Linked DNA regions of Zea mays: region 1 is linked to region 2. A link is a contact called in public Hi-C data. All regions are on one chromosome and are shown on one strand. The core of a region is the stretch at or near the end of the contact, and the rest is flanking DNA. Distances in the headings are between cores, read along the strand shown. Region 1 holds the start of LOC100382999. Region 2 holds the start of LOC100285517.

Region 1 (3,984 bases), core at 82-2,581, 160 kb after region 2:
CCCGCTCTCGGGGATCGATATCCTACGTGCCACCCTCCGGCTAGGTCGTTGCAGAGTAGGCAGTTGATCAACCCGTTAGTGATGGGGAGCCAGGGTTCGAGGGTTTTCTCGGTCAGGACCATGTTTCGATGATTCGATCTCTTAATCTAATATCGGGAGGGCGGTCTTTCCCTCCCCAGCTGAGGTTTTTTTTTATATTCTAATTGGAAAGTCATACATGTCTCCATCAACTTTTTGAACACTACTCACAACATTGTTGCACATATCCTTAATGATTCCAACGTACTTCGTTGGAATTTTATGTTTGTCCAAAGCCCATCACATCATATTTCTTGGTATTTTGACATAAGCCTTCTCTAAGTCGATGAAAACTATATGTAGGTCCTTCTTCTACTCTCTATAATCTAAGTCGATGAAAACTATATGTAGGTCCTTCTTCTACTCTCTATAATGCTCCTAAAAAATGATTACAACTCCTAACTTTTCTTCCTCATTATTCCATAATAAATCTGGCCTAGAAGGCCCAACCCCCCTCCCCCTGCGTCGTTTCTGGATCCACCACCGACCGAAAGCAAAACAAAAGCACATGTAGACAACTAGAATATTTGGTGTCATGCACTTAGAAAGCAAAAAAAATGGTTACTTTTACCAGGAAATGTTGGTTCCACAATTAAAGGACAGTAGGCACTACTACATTATCCATGAAATTCGCGGGAAAAAAATACTTGCCATCTCGATGCGCTTCTGCAGCTGCAGCCTGTAGGACCGGATCCTCTTCTCCTCGTAACCAGACATCACACGCACGATGAACCATGCCTTCCGCCCGAATTGCCGCAACTTGTCCATCTCCACCGTCAACGGGACCTCGCACTCAACCCCCAGCAGCTCGGATAAGATAGCCTTGTGCGCTGGGAATAGGAAGAAGGACCTAATGGATCCATGGGTGGGGTGGATGGGTCGGATTAGATGACAGCAAACGAATCCGCGAATAACTGAACGGAGAGAAACAAACTACTAGATCTGACGGACGAATGGACAAACTGCAACAGGGCGGGATAAGCTTTTTACACGTACCTAGGAACGGATAAAACGATCCAAGTCCCCCTGGATCTCTACTTCACGCCGCTGCAGTCCCACCCGACCCGGCAGAGGGCAGGAAAGGGAAGCCGGGGGGGGGGGGGGGGGGGGGGGGCGTGTCCACGGTGGAAGACGTCGGTGGGATAGGGCTTGGCTGTCCCTTCGTCCGCGGCCGGTGGTGGTGTTCGTCGGTGATGGCCAGCAGTGGCGACCCTGCCGTCGAGCTGTGGCGGTCGCCCACTCGCCCTACCCAAGTTCCGCAGTGAAGATCCTCAGCCCTTCAGTATTTCCAGCGAAATTGGAGATCGAAACTTGCAGCCCAAACTGATAACGAGGGAAGAAGGCCAAGCCCAATATAAGAGTAGCCAAATTTCGTTAATCCAGTCCACGCAGGCCACAGGCGCACAGCATTTGGGGCTTTTGGCTTCCATCCAATTTCCTCATCGGTTTTTTTTGTATTTAGCCCCGCGAACGTAGCAAAGCTTCGTTTTAGCCCGAGCAGGGATGTTTGATTAGGTCTGGACGAAATATTCGTGGCTCGCTGGCTCGCTCGGTTCATGGTCAGCTTGGATCGGCTCGTTTGAATTTTTTCACGAGCTGAGCTGACATCCTAGCTCGGTTCGTTAACGAGCCAGCTCGCGAGCTAAACGAGCTACCATATTCTAGCAAAACGAAATTATATGCATATCATTTACAGAATAATTGATGAATATGTTATATATATGAGATGTCTATGGCCTATGAATTAAGCTAATGATTAATGAACTATGTCTATGTGTTAATTTGGTATATGCAAATATAATTATGGGTTAAACTGATGAACATGTATGTGAATTGTGAATTAATGAGTGATGAATTGTGAATTAATGAGTGATGAATTGTGCTAATTTGGTGTTATATTGACGTGGTTTGTGAAACTCTGAGTATAATTACTATTTTCTATTGTTACATTAGTTTGAAATTAACTAAAAATAATAATTATGTATATTTTATTTTTTTCTGCTCTAGCTCGCGAGCTAAACGAGCCGAGCCGAGCTGACTCTGTGGCTCGTTACCTTAACGAGCCGAACCGAGCTGACTCGTTAGCTTAACGAGTCAGCTCGAACTCGGACGAGCCGAGCTAGCTCGTTATCCACCCCTATGTTGATGCACTAAAGCTAATAGTTAGTGGCTAAAATTAGTTGAGACATCTAAACATCCTAGTTAATAATTTAGCTATTAGCTATTTTGGTAAATTAGTTAATAGTTAGGTAACTATTTGTTATCTAGCTAATTTTACTAACAATTTTTAGCCAACTAACTATTAGTTTTAGTCCATTCAAACATCACTGTATCTCCAACAGATTTTAATATTATTATATTGGGCTCTTCTTAAAACTATAAAGAGCCAAAAAAAACACATACAACACCAACAACTCCTTATTTTGTGCCAAAAATAGTCAAGAACTATTGGAGAAGTAAATTGGGAGCACATAATGGGAGCTGTTGGAGAAATAAAATTTTCAAAGTACTGTTTGGGAGTTGTTGGAGATGCTGCTTATTTCAATAGTCAGACAAAACATAGCCTATAATTCACAAGATAAATCGAGATATTAGTATAATCCGATGCCTTGAGAGAACAAAGCAAAAAAACGCATAGTGACAGATATTAGCATAACCCAATGCCTGATGATGAGAGAACAAATCAAGACACATAGTAGAGAACAAACCAAAACACGTATAGTGACTACAGTCAAGGGTAAGCACATGCGTGTAATAACAATGCGGGGCATTTGAGGCATCTGATGAAGGACCTGTTCCATAGTATTATTTCGACTGAACATCGTACTAGCGTTAAGGTAGATAGAGGATTCACAAACATCTCTAATCTCTACTACTATTATGTACATAATGTAGACGTCCACAATAGAATGACGCACGGTTCTGCCAAACCCGGACGCGCCCATCCCGCCCCGACTGTCGCGCCGCGAATCGCGGCTGCCGCATCCTCCAATCAATACCGCAGCCGCCGCTTCTTCCGTCCGCACGGGCCTCTTCCTCGCCCTGCCCGCCTGCCTCTTCCCCACCTCGACGCCGCTCCCGCCCCTGCATCCAGCGTGCTCCCCGCCCATCCCCCGCGCCACCGAGACAACGCCGTCCTCACCGTCGCACGGTTCAGCGACGAGATGAGCGAGCTCGCCGCGCCCACCGACCCACCCTTCCCCCAACATTGCCGCACACCCTGGCCAGATTTCAGTGACCCTCGCCCCCCGAGATTACCGCCATCTCCTACCCGCCATTGTCGCGCTCCACCACCAGGGCCACGACTTCACCGAGGGTCACCAGGGCCACCTCCTCGACATCAACCCCGTGCTCTACGACACCACCCACCTTTGTGCCCTTCCACGTCGACTACCCGCCCACGCTCCCCTGCTTCCTCTATTGGGAGTCGCTTGGCGACGCCATCATGTTGTTGCTCCACCTCCAGAATAGGGACCTGTGGCGGTACAGAGCCATGCTCAATGACACCATGTGTGGGGTCAATTCGAGGATCAAGCCGCCCTGGCCGCTCGAGCACCTGCTCGCCGCCGTCGTCCCCACCTGGCATGTCGCCTTCACGCGGGGCAACATCCTCGAGAGCTTCTTCAAGGTGGACTGGAAGCTGGCACTCATGCTCGCCTCCTCGCGCCGCACCACGGCTCCGCCTAGGGCGGCCACGGTGCTCGAGCGCCTCCGCATCTGCTGTGAGCTGCAGCATCGATTCGAGGAGGTGCAGCTGTCGTTCCTCGGCGTGCACGGCGTCGAGGACACCGTCTGCAACCCGGCCTGCGTCGAGGAGCTCTGCAGGCACGCCGGGAGCAAGGACAAGACACTTTGCGTCTACCTCGGGAATCGGGATGTAGCACCAGATTGTCGGCGAGCCCGAGG
Region 2 (4,197 bases), core at 609-3,108:
ATGCAGTCAAGCCCGACCTCAGGCACCATAGGAAGCTCCGCTCCGCCCGACCCAAGGCTCGGACTCGGGCTAAGCCCCGGAAGACGGCGAACACCGCTCCGCCCGACCCAGGGCTCGGACTCGGGATAAGCCCCGGAAGACGGCGAACACCGCTCCGCCCGACCCAGGGCTCGGACTTGGGCTAAGCCCCGGAAGACGGCGAACACCGCTCCGCCTGACCCAGGGCTCGGACTCGGGCTAAGCCCCTGAAGACGGCGAACTCCGCTCCACCCGACCCAGGGCTCGGACTTGGGCTAAGCCCCAGAAGACGGCGAACTCCGCTCCGCCCGACCCAGGGCTCGGACTTGGGCTAGGCCCCGGAAGACGGCGAACTCCGCTCTGCCCGACCCAGGGCTCGGACTTGGGCTCAGCCCCAGAGGACGACGAACTCCGCTTCGCCCGACCCCAGGGCTCGGACTCAGCCCTGGCCTCAGCCGACGGTCTCCGCCTCGCCCGACCTAGGGGCTCGGACTCGACCACGGCCGCGGAAGACAGACTCGACCTCGACCTCGGAGGAGCCTCCACATCGCCCAACCTAGGGCGCGGACCGACCACGTCGACAGGAGGCGCCATCATTACCCTACCCCAAGCTGACTCAGGCTACGGGGAACAAGACCGGCGTCCCATCTGGCTCGCTCCGCTAGATAGGCAATGATGGCGCCCCGCACGCTCTGTGACGACGGCGACTCTCAGCCCCCTTATAGAAGCAAGAGGACGTCAGCAAGGACTCGACAGCCCCGACAGCTGTCCTTCCGCCAGGCTCCAACGCTCCTCCGACGGCCACGACACCACATGAACCGGGTGCCAAAACCTCTCCGGCTGCCACGACGGCATGTACTTAGGGCGCTAGCTCTCCTCCGCTAGACACGTAGCACTTTGCTACACCCCCCATTGTACACCTGGATCCTCTCCTTACGCCTATAAAAGGAAGGACCAGGCCCTCTTACAGAGGGTTGGCCGCGCGGGGACGAGGACGAGACAGGCGCTCGTGCGAGGCCGCTCGCTCCCTCTCCTGCGTGGACGCTTGTAACCCCCTACTGCAAGCGCACCCGACCTGGGCGCGGGACGAACACGAAGGTCGCGGGATTTCCACCTCTCTCACGCCCGTCTTCGGCCACCTTTCTCCCCCCTTCGCGCCGACCCATCTGGGCTGGGGCACGCGGCGACATTTCACTCGTCGGCCCAGGGACCCCCCGGTCTCGAAACGCCGACAGCATGTCTGGCACAAGACGCCGAGTACAATATATATAGGCACACCATCAACTCCCCTGACCTATTATTTACGACCCAAGATGACACTAATACGGCCTAAGCAGCCCACAACTCCATTACAGACTCGATTACCAACTCCATAATAGCGAAATAGAAATTGCCTGACTGACCTTATTCGACCATCCTCTCGTGCCACTCCCATTTCCCACAGATCCACTTTAGGCTGCATCTTCAGTCATGACAGGTCGGCAGCTGGCGGAGCTAGGGTTCGCTGCCGCGGATGCGACGAGGCCGCGCAGGAGGTTACCGCCATGCTGCCCTATCTAGCCGAAAAAGGAAAATGAATAATGACTAGTTTAGTAACTCTATTTTACCTAATGATTTTCATTTAACTTTGTAAAATAAAATCATTTTAAAAAACGAGATTTTGAAACTAGCCTTAAAAAGAAAAATGGCAAATGCCGTGCCGCTGACCCATTGAGGAATTGACGCCTCTCGATGCTGTCCGTTCGCAGGCGGGCCACGCCGTCCGTTGGATCACGGGGCGGGACCCGGTCCACAGATAATTGAGGCGGGCGGGACGGCTACGTCAGCACTCAGCAGCCGGCAGGCCGCAACCCGCAACCGTGGCACCCTGCGCGCCTCGAACAATCTCGTTTCGTACTCCCGTTTCGTTTCTCCCCCTCGCTCCCCAGCCGCATCTCGAGCGCGCTCTCGGCGGCCGTCCACGTCTCGGTCCCACGCGCTGCTCGCTTGCTCGCCGGCGGGGCGCGAGGGCGGTGGCCTAGGTCGTACCCAGCGAAGCGCGGCGTGCCACGAGGTGGGGGTTGGCTCGGGACCATCGAGCCTGTCCGGAATTTTTTCTGGCGCGTGATTTGCCGCTGAGAAAGCATCGGAAAAGGGAACGGGGATTTACTCTCAGTAGCCGCGAGCTACCCGCCGTCCCCTGGTCGATTCAGTGCAAATCCTCCAGGTTTCTGGGTCTTAATGGCTTCCTCAGGTAATCCTCCGCGCTAATTTGTGGGATTGATAGGAGAGAGCCTCCATTTTCTCCCACCTAGTACTTATTCGATTATTTTCTCTGGGTCTACCTGTGAATGTAATGGTTTGGTATCAGGTGATCCATAAGTGGCTTAGAATGAATGGAGTTATGGTGCAATTTCATTGGAATCCTTTTTTTCGCGATCTGGTGTTGTTCAAATAAAACAAAAAATATATGTTCTATTTTCGAGCCAAGTAAATGCCCTGACTGTCTGTTTATCTTTATCTTTGGCAAAGATAGTACCTTCTGTGGGGAGTTGTCAATAGTTCTTAATTTTTTACGCAATGAATATTTATTAACTAGCCAAGTTGTGGATCACATGGAAATTCCAACTGTTTGCAAGGGGCCTTGTTAACTGCTCTCATGTAATTACCTACAACAACTTTAATCGATCTCCCCACTACCTACTCATAACGAAGAGAGAATTAATAGGTAGGGATGACAGGATTTGAACCTGTGACATTTTGTACCCAAAACAAATGTGCTACCAAGCTGCGACAGCCAACACTTGAGATTTGTATCAAATCTGTTAGAAAACAAGTAAAATTGAGGAAAGACGATCCTCTCACCAAATAGCAAAGACATGTTTTTCCCCCATTTCTCAAACAGTTCATGAAATACTATATTGTTTGTTTGATATTGAAGTAGACTACAAAGGTTATAGGATTCTAATGGAGACCCAATGTGGTATAATAGAGATCGTCATAAAAAAAACTCGACCTGCGGGGGTAGGGGGGGGGGGGGTAACAAGGTTATTAAAACGGTAAAAAGTTGGAACGCTCATGGGTGAATTTTGACTTTTAAACGTTTAAACAAAGTTTAAACGTAGTTTTAAACAACACAGGAAAAATACCAATACATCATTATTTCAGACAATAATATGAAGTTAAATACCAAAATAGAGAGGTTAGTGGCTTACCAAAACTTCACCCATGAGCTGGATTGAACCTCAAAAGTAACTAATAGACTGAGCCCAAAAGTAGCTAACCGGTCTAAAATGCATAAAACACTGTGTTTTACAGTTTAGAACGCCAAAACGCGGTTTCAATCTCTAATTAAAGTTTTGACATTTAAACGTAGTTTAAACATCGTTTAAACGTAGTTTTAATAACACTGGGGGGGTAAGACAACCCCAGGCATTGTATTAAGAAGAAGACTTCACACAGGTCGAGAAAAACCCGGACCTCTACCCAATCCATACACAGCGGCACCATAGCCCATGTGAGAACGACAACGACCTGGGGATTTTTTTAACCACTGAAATTCGCTCATACGGGGAGTTGAACCCAAGACCTGATGAGTGCTACTCAGACCACCTAACCAACTCAGCTAGAGGCTCTTTCACTACAGAGATCGTCATCAGTAGTTGTAAGTTGTATCCTGTATCAGGGACTATAGAAATACGGAAAAACAACTCCCTCAGGTACATGTGTCAATGGAATCCTCTAACTAAGTGTGCTACCTTAGTGCTGTTATTTGAGGCGATAAACTGCTATCCTAATTCTTCATTTAGGATCAAGGTTGTTAGGTATATCAATGTGGATCCTAGAACCTTATACTATGATCTATCAAGCCAAAACGATACTGAACCCACCATGCATCCGAAATTGTATAGCACCCTATCCTACATAGAAGTTTCATATAATCCCATATCGGTAAGATCTTGCATAGGATTCCGATCCTAAATAATAATGGATATATATGACTTTTGGAATGATTTGATCGTGATAAATTATGAGGGAGTTAAGGCTTTTTTATGGTTGATCCTTGAGTCCTTGACCACAGTTCGCATCCTAATTCTATCCGATCCTAACAATCTTGTTTTGAATTGTGCTATGCTAGAGCATGGCAAAGGCTATTTCTGTGAGATATGCCATGTGTGTATATATAAAGGGGATGCAGTC

What was found. Hi-C and Micro-C count contacts between places; a contact is called where the count stands out from the background.
Region 1: a Hi-C map of leaf shows a contact between it and region 2, with 4 times the contacts expected there. The contact joins the promoter of LOC100382999 here to the promoter of LOC100285517 in region 2. A contact is called at or near these places in 6 of 25 Hi-C or Micro-C datasets (ear, endosperm, leaf and 1 more).

Annotation. Positions count from the first base shown.
Region 1 is chr10:119,797,703-119,801,686 of Zm-B73-REFERENCE-NAM-5.0, forward strand. It overlaps LOC100382999, which reads right to left and starts at 1,332. Exons shown (of 4, transcript NM_001175682.1): 1 at 1,075-1,332; 2 at 730-928. The coding sequence starts at 846. It also overlaps the pseudogene LOC103642750.
Region 2 is chr10:119,635,139-119,639,335 of Zm-B73-REFERENCE-NAM-5.0, forward strand. It overlaps LOC100285517, which reads left to right and starts at 1,859. Exons shown (of 11, transcript NM_001279566.2): 1 at 1,859-2,251. The coding sequence starts at 2,239.